2 separate regions of the Mus musculus genome follow, and region 1 is linked to region 2. A link is a contact called in public HiChIP or PLAC-seq data. All regions are on one chromosome and are shown on one strand. Each heading gives the region's core, a stretch centred on a gene start, on an enhancer-like site or on the middle of the called end of the contact. The rest is flanking DNA. Distances are from core to core; before and after follow the strand shown. Region 1 has its middle 5.8 kb from the start of Gm33401. Region 2 overlaps Uggt1 (UDP-glucose glycoprotein glucosyltransferase 1).

Region 1 (6,079 bases), core at 3,135-5,634, 260 kb after region 2:
TAGATCTGTCTGCCTCTGCCTCCCAAGTACTGGGATTAAGGGCATGAGCCACCAGCACCTGGCTCCCAGTATCTTCTTTATTGTTGTTTTGTGCCAAGGGTGGTTGCCTTGCTAAACCCACAGCCTACCACTGAGTTGTATCCCTAACCCATAGCTGTTTCTTAGATAAAGATTTCTATCTTCTATCTTGAAAATGTATACGTCCTTTAGTTTCAACCTTTCTTGGTGCAAATGACTCCTTGGAATGCTGGGGATGACCAGGTTTGGATCTCAGCCCTGTGCTGTGCTGGCCTTCAGCAAGGTATTTAAGGTTTTTGGCGCCTAATTTTTCAAAATGAGTATATCACAAAGACTTCACATCACAGAATTACCATCCACACTGATGTGAGTTATGGAGAGAAGGCTGAGTGCCTCAGGCACAAAACTTGATAAGCAGGACTTTGGTTTCCTATGGTTGGGTTTGGTTTTATGAAAGAAAGTCTTATGATGAAGCCCTAGCTGGCCTGGATCATGCTTTGTAGACTAGGCTGGCCTTGAACCCATAGATTCCCCTGCTTCTGCCTCCTGACTGCAGGGGTTACAGCATCATGCCCAGATCATACGTGGCTTTAAAAACACTGTTAATCAATATTAATATCCTGTACATGGGATACACATACATACACACACACACACACACACACACACACACACATGCACGCATATGTGTGTGTTTGTTTGTATGCATGCAGACATATCTTTGGTTTTTTTAGACAGTGTTGTTATGTGGTCAAAGCTAACTTCAAGCCCTTAATCATCTGGCCTGTCTCCCAAGTGCTGAGTTTACAGGCATGCATCACAATACAGCGTCTTGTAAAATCTTTATTACACTTATTTACTTATTGGGTGCCATATGTGTGTCATGGTGTGTGTGTGTGTGTGTGTGTGTGGTCAAGACCAACTTGTGACAATCTGTTCTCCTTCTTCCATGTAGATCCTCAGGATTGAACTCAGGCTGTTAGGCATGGCAGCAATCATCTTTATTCACGGAGCCATCTTGCCATCAGCTGGATGTCTCCCTCTCACACTCACCTAACAGCCTGTCAACAATATTCTTCCAAAGTTTTAGGTTCTATCACACCCCTCCCTAAGAACCATCACTCCTCTGCTAAGAACTCTTGTCTCCCCGGAACAGGCTTCACACCAAACCACAAACTGTAGGTCAGTGCCAAGTCTTTGGCTATGACTTCAAAAGAAATAGAGAGCTTCCGATCAGAGATTTTGATCAGAGGAAACTGATCTAAGTTGTTTTTAAAGGATCACTCTGGATGTGGATTTAAAAAAAAAAAAAAAAAGATTGTAGGGGAACCGGATGGAAGCAGAGAGGCCAGATGGGAGACAGGTGGCAATCTGAAGGAGAAACGGAGGTGGCTGGGCAGGTGATGATAGACAAGTAGTGAAATCTAGTTGGCTTTTATTTATTTTATGTGTTTTGCCTGCGTGTGAGAGCAGCATGTGTGTGCAGTGCCTGTGGAGGCCAGAAGAGGGAGCCAGGTCCCCTGGAACCAAAATTAGAGACAGTTACAAACCACCAGGTGGGTCCTAAGAACTGAACTCAAGCCCCCTGCAAAAGCAGCAAGTGTCCTTAACACAGAGCCACCTCTCCAACCCACTGGCTGGATTTTATATACTTCTTTGTTTGTTTATCCATTTATTTATTGTGGCACTGTAGAGTGAACCAAGGGACTCATGCAGACTAAGCAAGAATTCTACCAAAGCTATATTATCAGCCCCAGGTGTCTGGACTTTACACAGATGGTCTGTTTTATATCACAGGCTAGCCCTGTAAAGTCTCACTGTGTCCCAGGCTAGCTCCTTAAGGTCTCACTGTGTACCCCAGGATGGACTTACCCACACAATCCTATTGCCTCAGATTTCTGAGTGCGGGGATTATAGGCCTGAACTACCACACCTGGTAAAAATAGTTTAAAACTTTTCTTCTAAGGGGCAGGATAAGGTGCTCACCACCTCGCCTACACACCCGAGCTTGAGCCCCAAGACCCACACGGTGAAAGGAAAGAGCTGAGTCCAAAGGTTGTCCTCTAATTTCTGTGCATGTGCCATGGTACATGCACATACCCAGACACACACATGTGCATACACATATGCACACACATACACACACACACACACACACACACACATATATATATATATATATATACATATATGTGCACACACATACACACATGAATACACACACACACACACACACAGAGTCTGCTTTTCAAGGGAACCAGGTTCTATTCCCAACACTTGCAAGGCTGCTCACAACGGTCAGCAACTCTAGTTTCAGGGGTTTTAACACCTCCTTCTGGCCTTTCTGGTGCACATGACACACGCCGGCAAAACAGCCACACACATAAAATAAAATTTAGAATAAAAAAATTTCCTGCATCTGGCCATGGCGGCACAGACCTGTAATCCCATTTGCTAAGACAGGATGGTTGCAAGTTCAAGGTTTGCCTGGGCCACCAGCAGGCAATTTCAAACCAATCTGGGCTAGTAAAAAGGGGTAAGATGGGCAGGGTGGCCCTGGGGTTAGAGTTCAATGGAGGAGCACTTGCTTGGTAGGTAGGAGGCACTAGATGCAATCCTTAATATGGGTAAATATATACATAGCATCTGAACTACGTGTGTACAGACTTATCTTGTGACCATCCCATATACAGCTGTTAACACAGAATTGACACCATGTTAGATGTCAAATATTTCAGAGATGCTTTATGGTCAGTGAGGAGGGGGTTGGACACATTGACTCAATAGTGGGATACTTTTGTAGCATGCAGGAGGCTCTGTTTGATACCAGAGCTTCAGAGAAGAGAAGGGTGAGGAGAGGATCTAGGAGAATACACATCCGTGGATTTCGGTGTCCTCCAAAGGTCCTGGGATGGGATGTGATGACCGGACTTTCAATGGATAGCCAGTGTGGTTTGTTGACGAGACAGACAGAGATGTGATAGGAAGAGAACAGGGAAGCATAAGCCCAGGAGATTTTGCTATGGCAACTGGAAAAATAGAGTTGTCCTATAGAAGGAGAACTATGGGAAGAGCTGAGTGTGGTAGTACACATGGTGGTGGTGGGGATTTGGAGTCTCAGCACTTGGAAGGCTGAGGTAGAATGGTTATGAATTGGAGACCAGCCCCTAGCTACATAGGGGGTTCCCAGCTGAAGAGACCCTATCTCAAGATGATGGTGGTGGTGGTGATGATGATGATGAAGGTTGGGGAGATGTCTCAGTAGGTAAGAGTGCTTGCTATACAAACATGAGGACCTAACTTAAAACTTCCAGCATCTCTATTAAAAGCCATCAGTGGCCGTGCATGCCTGTAACCTGGTGCTGTGGAGGAGTGGACATTGGAGGACTGCTTACTGGGGCCTGCTGGTTGTCAGCCTAGCTAGCTAGGTACAGTGAAAGACCCTGTCTCAAGAAGTAAGGCAGGGGGAGATAAAGCAGGACAGCTAGTGTCCTCTTCTGCCCCACCCCCCACTACATATATGTGTGCACAGACACCATAGACATACATCATACATACAACAACATACATACAACATACATACAACAACAACAACAACAACAAATTTTTTACGTAAGAAAAGAACTGGACTAGCAAGGTGCTAGGCTGCTTCCCTGTGATGCAGTCCTCTAGATTCAGTCCTCAGCACAGAAAGAAGACAAAGGAGACACTACCAGGGGGAGTACTGGTGGTTCTAGGCTTCTCTGTCTATTGAGCCCCTAAGCAGAGAACAGTTGGTCTAGTAAAGCCACGTTTCCAGCCTTTAAAAGGAAGCTACTAGAATCCCAGGGGGAAGACTCCCAGGAGGGTTGGTCCTTGGTTACTTTTCCATTGCTGTGGCAGAGTATCTGACAGTTTAATGGAGGAAGGATCTGTCTCTGTCCATCATGATGGGGAAGGCACCGCAGCAGAAATGTGGGCTGGCTGCTATGCGCAGGGTGCAGACAGGAAGCTGGAACCAGAGTCTGATAGAACCTTCTTCAAAGGCCGGCCTTCGTGACTGACTGCCACCAGGCAGGTTCCACCTCGTAAAGGCCCCAGAGCCGTTACAATGGTACCACCAAATTCAAAATGTGAGCCCAGAGGTGGTGTTGGCCTGCCTTTAGTCCCAGCATTCGGAAAGCAGAGGCAGGAGGATCCCTGTGAGTTTGAGGGCAGTCTGGCCTACATAGTGAGTTTCCGGATAGCCCAGCTTAGGGAGACCCTGTCTCAGAAAAGTAAGCGGAAACCCAATCAGTCAAACAGAAAGACTTAAACCATGGCATTCAGTAAAGGGTAAGTCCCGTGAGAGCCAGACTCCTCATGGCTGTTTTCAGATTTACAGTCTTTATATGGAATATCAGAGTCTGCCTGTATGACCAATAGACTAGGAATTTCACAGGAAATAAGAGGTGGTTTGTAGCTTTGTAAGTCGAGGTCACAAAAATGCACCTCGTCCAGGCCCCTCCCCCCACTTCCTTGATTTACTTATTCTGGGGAAAGCCGGTTACCATGCTGTGAGTAGCCCCAGATAACACAAACCTACAGCCCCCTGCCAATGGCCACGGATAGGAACTGGGGAGTGGATTTCTCAGCTCCTGATCAAGCATTCAGATGACTGCAGTCCCAGACAACACAGAGTACAGCGTGTGAGCCAGAACCACCCAGATAAACGAGTCCTTAATTCCTGTGGCTTGGGAATTATGGCTTAGTAAATGTTTACTGTTTTGAGCCACTCAGCTTGGAGGGGGGCAGGGAGGGGATATGTTATGTAGCAAAAAATAACTAACATACTTCTCACAGTCAAGTGGTGGGATGATCCAAGAAAGAGAGAGAGAAAGAGAGAGAGAGAGAGAGAGAGAGAGAGAGAGCTTCCTGCCACCATAGACTCCCTCCTTAGGCAGAGAACTTAACGCTCTGCTCTACCCTGGTACCACCATAGCAGGAGGATGGGAAGTGGAGAAAGACTTGGAGTAAAGAGGGAGGTTGGTGATGGATGGTCTATACTGTAACCATAGGGAGACTAGTCCAAAAAGGATGCTTGCGTGCCAACACGTTATACGGCTTTTCCTGGGTAAACAGGAACCAGCATCTGTCTGTTCATTCCAGATAGAGCACTGGTCACAAACCAAAGAAGCGATCCATCCAAACCTAGCTCTGAGAGCCAGTGGGTTTGCAGGGTGTACTTATGAGGAGATGGGTGATGGATCATTTGTAGAAGCACAGATGCCGTGGAGGCAGTGTCATCCCTGAGAAGCCCACTCCAGCAAGGGTGATAACTCAGAGAGGCTGCATCCTTATTTTCTCCCTCAAGGCTTGCAAAAGCAGGCAGCTCAGCAGGGTGCAGAGAGTCTCCTCTCCCTGGCAACTGGCACTCTTGCATCAAAACCTTGGGGAAGGTCTTTGGGAATCCTGTTTCAGGACATCTTTTTTTTAAATTTTATGTATATGAGCACACTGTAGCTGATTTATTTATATATTTTATGTGTATGAGTACACTGTAGCTGTATAGATTGCAGATGGTTGTGAGCCTTCAAGTGGTTGTTGGGAATTGAATTTAGGACCTCTGATCGCTCCAGTCAATCCCGCTCAGATCGGTCCTGCTTGCTCAGGCAGAACAAAGATGTAATTATTATTATAAATAAGTACACTTTAGATGTTTTCAGACAAACCAGAAGAGAGCGTCAGATCTCACTACAGGTGGTTTTGAGCCACCCATAGTGGTTGCTGGGATTTGAACTCAGGACCTTCAGAAGAACAGTCAGTGCTCTTACCCACTGAGCCATCTCGCCAGCCCCATTCCAGGGCATCTTGAGACTTGGAATTTTAGTTCAGTTCCTGAGTCTTAATGAGCCTCCCTCATCCTGCAAGGGAGGAGCATTTCCACTCCAAGAAAATCCCTGTACAACGCAAGAGTCACTGAAAGGCAAAGTTGGCAGTAGGCATGTGACAGGACTGAGCTGAGCCTGCCACAATACCAATCCATGTTCAAGGCTGGCAAGATGGCCGAGTAGGCAAAAAATGTTTGCCACTGTGGTGATTT
Region 2 (5,673 bases), core at 2,536-5,035:
CACATGGTGGCTCACAATCACCCATAATGAGATCTGATGCTCTTCTGGCATGTCTGAAAACAGCTACAGTGTACTTATGTATAATAATAAATAAAATCTTTGGGATGAAATGAGCAGGGACTTAGCAAGCAGGGTTGATCAGAGAGAGCAGAGATCCTGAAATTCAATTCCCAACAACCACATGAAGGCTCACAACGATCTGTTCAGTTACAGTGTACTCATATACATAGAATAAATAAATAAATCTTTAAAAAAAAGAGTGCGTCTGCATGTGCGTGGATGCAGTTCTCCCCTTCCACCTATATGTGGGTTCCAGGAACTGAACTCAGGCTGTCAGGCTTGCATGCCAGATGTCATGTGATGTCAACTGCTGAAATATTTCACAGGCCTTTGTTTATTTATACTTCATATTGTATGCAGTACATGTATGTGTACATATGTAGTTTACATGTTTGCAAATGCATGCATATGTGGGTGAAGAATAGAGGTTCACATCAGATAACTACAACTCCAAAGATATATCCTTAAAAACACTCAAGCCTTGCACATGCCCTGATCCACAAGACAGGAAGATTCATGCTGCACACCCCATCAGAGCATGAGCCCAGCTCCAGCGAGCATCATGAGCTATGAGCCTTCCCTCATGCCACGCTGAGCAGAAACATGAACCTGAGCACGTCAGTTATAAAACCTAAGGAAGGGAGGGGAGAGAAGAGGGAGGGAGGGGGGAGGAGAGAAAAAGGAGGAAGGAGGGAGGGAGGGGGCAGGGAGAGAATAGAAATATTTTCCAAACCTGAATATATCCTGGGTGTCTAAATCGATATGAAGTCCATTGATGAAGAGCGCTGAGTCTCCAGGCTGTAATCCTATAGTTCCCTTGAAATACTGAAAGCACACACAAAGGCAGGGAGAGCACACTTAGCAAAGCTTGCTCTTCCTGGGCTTTACTGCCCACATAAATCTTGACATTCCTAGGCTAGGTTAAGACTGTCTTCTAGCCGGGCATGGTGGTGCACGCCTTTAATCCCAGCACTTGGGAGGCAGAGGCAGGCGGATTTCTGAGTTCCAGGCCAGCCTGGTCTACAAAGTGAGTTCCAGGACAACCAGGGTTATACAGAGAAACCCTGCCTCAAAAAACAAAAACAAAAACAAAACAAAACAAACAAAAGACTGGCTTCTATATTCTCCACACATCCTCCCCTCCTGAGCACCTACTGCAATGAGCAAAGACACTGCCTTACTGGGTCTTCATCTTTCATCCTCCCCTCCTCCCTCCATTCTGATAATGACAAGATGATTTCTATAACATTGGGCACGCGGAGCAGGAACACCAAGGGTCACGTATCAGGAAAGAAACCAGAGGGGCCAGGAAGTGGCTCAGTGGATAAAGAAAGTGCTTCCCATGCAAGAGGGAGGCCTGGGGTTCAAATCCCCAGAGCTACCCACGGGAAGGCCAGGTAGGCAGGCATGGAGATCCATCTGTAACCTCAGCACTGTGGGAGAGATGGGACCCCAAAAACAAGCTGGCTAGCTAGATAAGCTGAATGTGTGAGTCCTAGGTTCAGTCAGAGACCCTGCCTTAGTAAATAAAGTAGGGCACAAATCAGAAAGACACCCAACATCAACCCCCAGGCTCTGTACACATCCACCCAAATACATACGTACCCACAAAAATGTGTTCCACAAACACTCAAACACATACATACATACATGCATCCCTCACACACAACATAATATAAGTAGGACGAACTGAACAAATATTATCTCTATTTAATTTTTAAAATAACATGTTTCTTCTTGGCCCACAATAAGTAAGATATTTATTCTTTTGAGTTCCTTTTCCAATAATTCTCTGGACTACAAAGAACTAAAGCTTACAGTTCTGCCTTATGCGGGACACCAATGGAATGTACATGTTTGTTCACTGCCTTAGAAAGCCCTTTACAATTATCTCCTTAATACTGAAGGCAGACGCTATCTACAGTCAGTGTCTCAGGAAGATTCTCACTTCTATCAAGTCACATGGGCTCTGGAATTCCCCCTACCTCTGTCTGCAAATGCTAGACTACAGTGCATAAGCTTTGCTTTTTTATGTTTCTGTTGCTTTTCCTGATTGTGATGCCAATCAAAGCTGAGCTGGCAAGCAACACAAGGGCCCCTTAATAAAGTCGAGGACTGGAAGAAGTACTCTAGACAGTGGTGCAGTACTTTAGACAGTGCAGTGGTGCAGTACTCTAGACAGTGCAGTGGTGCAGTACTCTAGACAGTGCAGCGGTGCAGTACTCTAGACAGTGGTGCAGTACTTTAGACAGTGCAGTGGTGCAGTACTCTAGACAGTGCAGTGGTGCAGTACTCTAGACAGTGCAGCGGTGCAGTACTCTAGACAGTGCAGTGGTGCAGTACTCTAGACAGTGCAGTGATTCAGTTCTCTAGACAGTTCAGTGATACAGTTCTCTAGACAGGACAGAGGTACAGTACACGAGACAGTACAGTGATACAATATTGCTAGACAGTAGAGTGCCGTGCAAAAGGAGTTACCAGATACCAACAACAGAATTTTGGATGAACTCTGAGAACACCTTCACTTTCCAGTACTCAGAGGACTAGGAAAAGGTATACTTCTGAATTCTAGCACTGCATGGGAAAACCAAACAGTGAGAAGCTGTTGTGTCTCATGCTTCACAGACACGGCAGCATCAATCAGAAAACAATATGAGAACACAAAAATATAGAAAACACACATCTACATATACAGCAATGACAAAAGAGGCTATATATCTGAAAGAATAAAGAGGGGGAGGGGGAAGGAAGAGAAAGAAAGATGTAATTATATTATAACCTCAAAAAAAAACATAAAAGGTTTTAAATATGAACTACAACAAAATTTGCTTAAAAACAAAAACAACAAAACCACAGAAATGATGGAAAGCTGAAGCAGCTAAGGACTGGAATTCCAAACCAGGGAAGGGCAGGCAGGCAGAAGCACTAGCCTTCAAGCCAGCTCAAGTCATTTCCCAGAGTGCATGTGAGACACCAGACGTGGCAGTGTACATACATCTGTTAACCCAGCCTACAGCACAACCAGCCTGGAGCATACAGTACAGCGTCAGAAACAAGTAGAGCCTGCCTCAGCAAGGGAAAAGACAAGAATGTCTCCTCAAAGTGTCCTCTGACCTCAATAGTGAGCCATGATATACTTATATGTGCACGCACACACGCACGCACACAGACACACTTAAAATAAAATAGAAAAGAATTGGAATTTTCTCCACAGGACAGTTTCAAATCTGCTCGCTTGGGCCTCTGAGATGGTAAGAAAGACTAATTCTGAGCTTGTACATACAACCCAATGTAGATCAAGATCTGAAACACAGAGGAGATTTCACAGTGAGAAAACTCATCACACTGGATTTAAGATTTCATGCACACTTGTGTTTCATCTTTAAGAATTTTGTGTGCATGTATTTAAGCATTTTTAAATAACATGCTTTACTCAAAAACATTAAAAATCCAAGAAATACCAATATAGCTCACATAAGTTAATATTCTGCCTCCCTGGCATGTGGAACTGTCAGAACATGGACCAAGAATGAATGGAGTCATGTGAGGGAAATTCCAAGTGCTTGTGAGAAAACTCTAAGAAAACAAAACAAGAGTCTTGTGACCTCCGTTCCTTCGAAAATACAGAATTGTCCTTGTTTCTGTGCTCCTCTGAGGTGTGGTGGATAGGGGTGAGTCACGTCAGGCTGCTCAATACAGCTGGCTATTGTTATTTGTTTACTCACCTCTCTAGAAAAACATGGCTTTGCCGCATGTGGTTTGCCCTTAGGACTGGATACTTTACTCTGTGACTCTTCTTAACCCTGAGAGTACAAACTGTCTGACACTCTGAGTAAGGCTGGCTTAGCATGAGACTTTAGTCCACTTCATTTTCAGGCTTTATTCTCCCAGACCCCACCACCCTTAGTGCAGTAAACAGGGGATCGTAAATTCAAAGGTATAGTTAACACTGCTATTCTGGAAAATAAATGTACATGCAATTACTAAATTGAGTGTTTTTATTTGTTTTTTGTTTTTTTGAAACAGAGACTGATGTGCCCCAAGCTGGCTTCAAACTCACTACATAGCCACGAATGGATGGACCAAGAAGTTCCAGTTCTCCTACCTCTACTCTCACACTTGGAGGTTGCAGGTGTAGTTACCACCACCCATGGTGATGTTTTTAATTTAGTAAATATGTGTGAAGTATTTGGTTTCTTTCTTTCTCAAATCTACTTAATTAACTAACGTCCTACCCATAATGAAATCTAGGGGTAAAAGCGGCTAATTGAGGCCAGGTGTGGTGGCGCACGCCTTTAATCTCAGCACTTGGGAGGCAGAGGGAGGTCAATCTCAGGGCCAACCTGATCTACAGAGTTCTAAGACCATCAGGAACACAGAAGCCCTGTCTTGAAAAACCGTAAGTGAATGGATGGATGGATGGATGGATGGATGGATGGATGGATGGATGGATGACGGATGGATGGACAGACAGACAGGTAGATAGATGGATAAGCTGAACACACCCACAGCTCTAGGCCAATGGATGGATTCTGGAACAAAGGGATAGGAGGGAGCAGTGAGCATCCTGGCAGCCTCCAGGAACTACATGTGGGGCTGACAGGAAAGGAGGACAAGAGCCCAGCTTCCACGTGGAATGCACCAAAGGCAGGAACGAAAGGCTTAAAGACTTAGGAGGCCCACACTCCCTGTTGACCGCACCCCCAACCTCCAGTCAGGAGCCTCTCCTAAACAAAATGCTACAAATCTGATAAAAAGTACTGTATGATAATAGTATTACTAAGAGGAATACTACTAAATGCTACGAACTTAATTCAAGTCTCTCCATTTTTTAAAGCTACAGCCCAGGAGTGTCTTCTACAACAGTGGAGTACTTTCTAACAGTCAGCAATACCTTCTGGTTCTCTTCCACTTCCGCTCTAAGCTGCGCGCTCACAGCCGTTTTCGTTATTGCTCTAAAAAAGGATAAAAGTGTGATCAGTGTTTAGCTTAGCATTCCATATAAAGGTCTTCAGTTTTCCTGTTTTTAGACATGAACCATATGACTCAATAAATTATAAAAATAAGAACTAAGTAAACCTCACAGCTGCAGAACTGGCAAACGTGTTCACCCTGCAGATGCCGCATGGTGGCAGGACGTGACAAGTCTGGTGGCTTCCGATTTCTTGACTGTGTGGCCCTACTCCTGATGTGACATTTGCTGCTCAGATAACTAGCCAGCAGAAACGTACTCCGGCTGACTGCTAGTCCTATTAAATCCTCTCGTGGAGGCTGAACCCTGTGTGTCTTCCAGAAGCGTAATGGCTTTAAGCATAATGGCTTTAAGCGTAATGGCTTAAGAAATCTTCCATAGGCACTCCACGGTGAAAAAGGGGCTTACTTAGGAAACTCTTAGCCAAGAATTTAACCTTAGTTATTTAAGACAACATCTGGAAAAGTTTCTAAGAATTTGGCTTTTAGACAATTTTGCCTCACATTCATAGTCAGAGATTAACACTACAGAATAGACAGCAATGTCAGGAAATTCATTCTGTTACTATGAACAAGTCAGTCTCCCTGAGTCTGTTTCTAAGTCAGGACCCTGAATCCCTCTTCTCTCTTCCTCCTCCTTTC

What was found. HiChIP or PLAC-seq counts read pairs in DNA pulled down with a chosen protein or histone mark.
Region 1: a contact with region 2 is called in a FOXA1 HiChIP or PLAC-seq map of pancreatic cancer cells. The contact joins two enhancer-like sites. A contact is called at or near these places in 1 of 115 datasets of contacts at active chromatin or transcription factors (pancreatic cancer cells) and 3 of 9 other capture datasets (adipose tissue, liver and pancreatic islet).

Annotation. Positions count from the first base shown.
Region 1 is chr1:36,453,092-36,459,170 of GRCm38.p6, forward strand. No RefSeq gene overlaps it. Among named protein-coding and RNA genes, the nearest start is that of Gm33401, 5.8 kb to the right of the region's middle. Within about 2 kb of position 4,385, at least 46 of the 459 cell types and tissues checked have an H3K27ac peak or open chromatin away from gene starts, as enhancers often do. A contact at or near this core is called in pancreatic cancer cells, where this site is marked.
Region 2 is chr1:36,196,751-36,202,423 of GRCm38.p6, forward strand. It overlaps Uggt1 (UDP-glucose glycoprotein glucosyltransferase 1), which reads right to left. Exons shown (of 41, transcript NM_198899.2): 11 at 4,955-5,015; 12 at 794-885. Among named protein-coding and RNA genes, the nearest start is that of Uggt1, 45 kb to the right of the region's middle. Within about 2 kb of position 3,786, at least 31 of the 459 cell types and tissues checked have an H3K27ac peak or open chromatin away from gene starts, as enhancers often do. A contact at or near this core is called in pancreatic cancer cells, where this site is marked.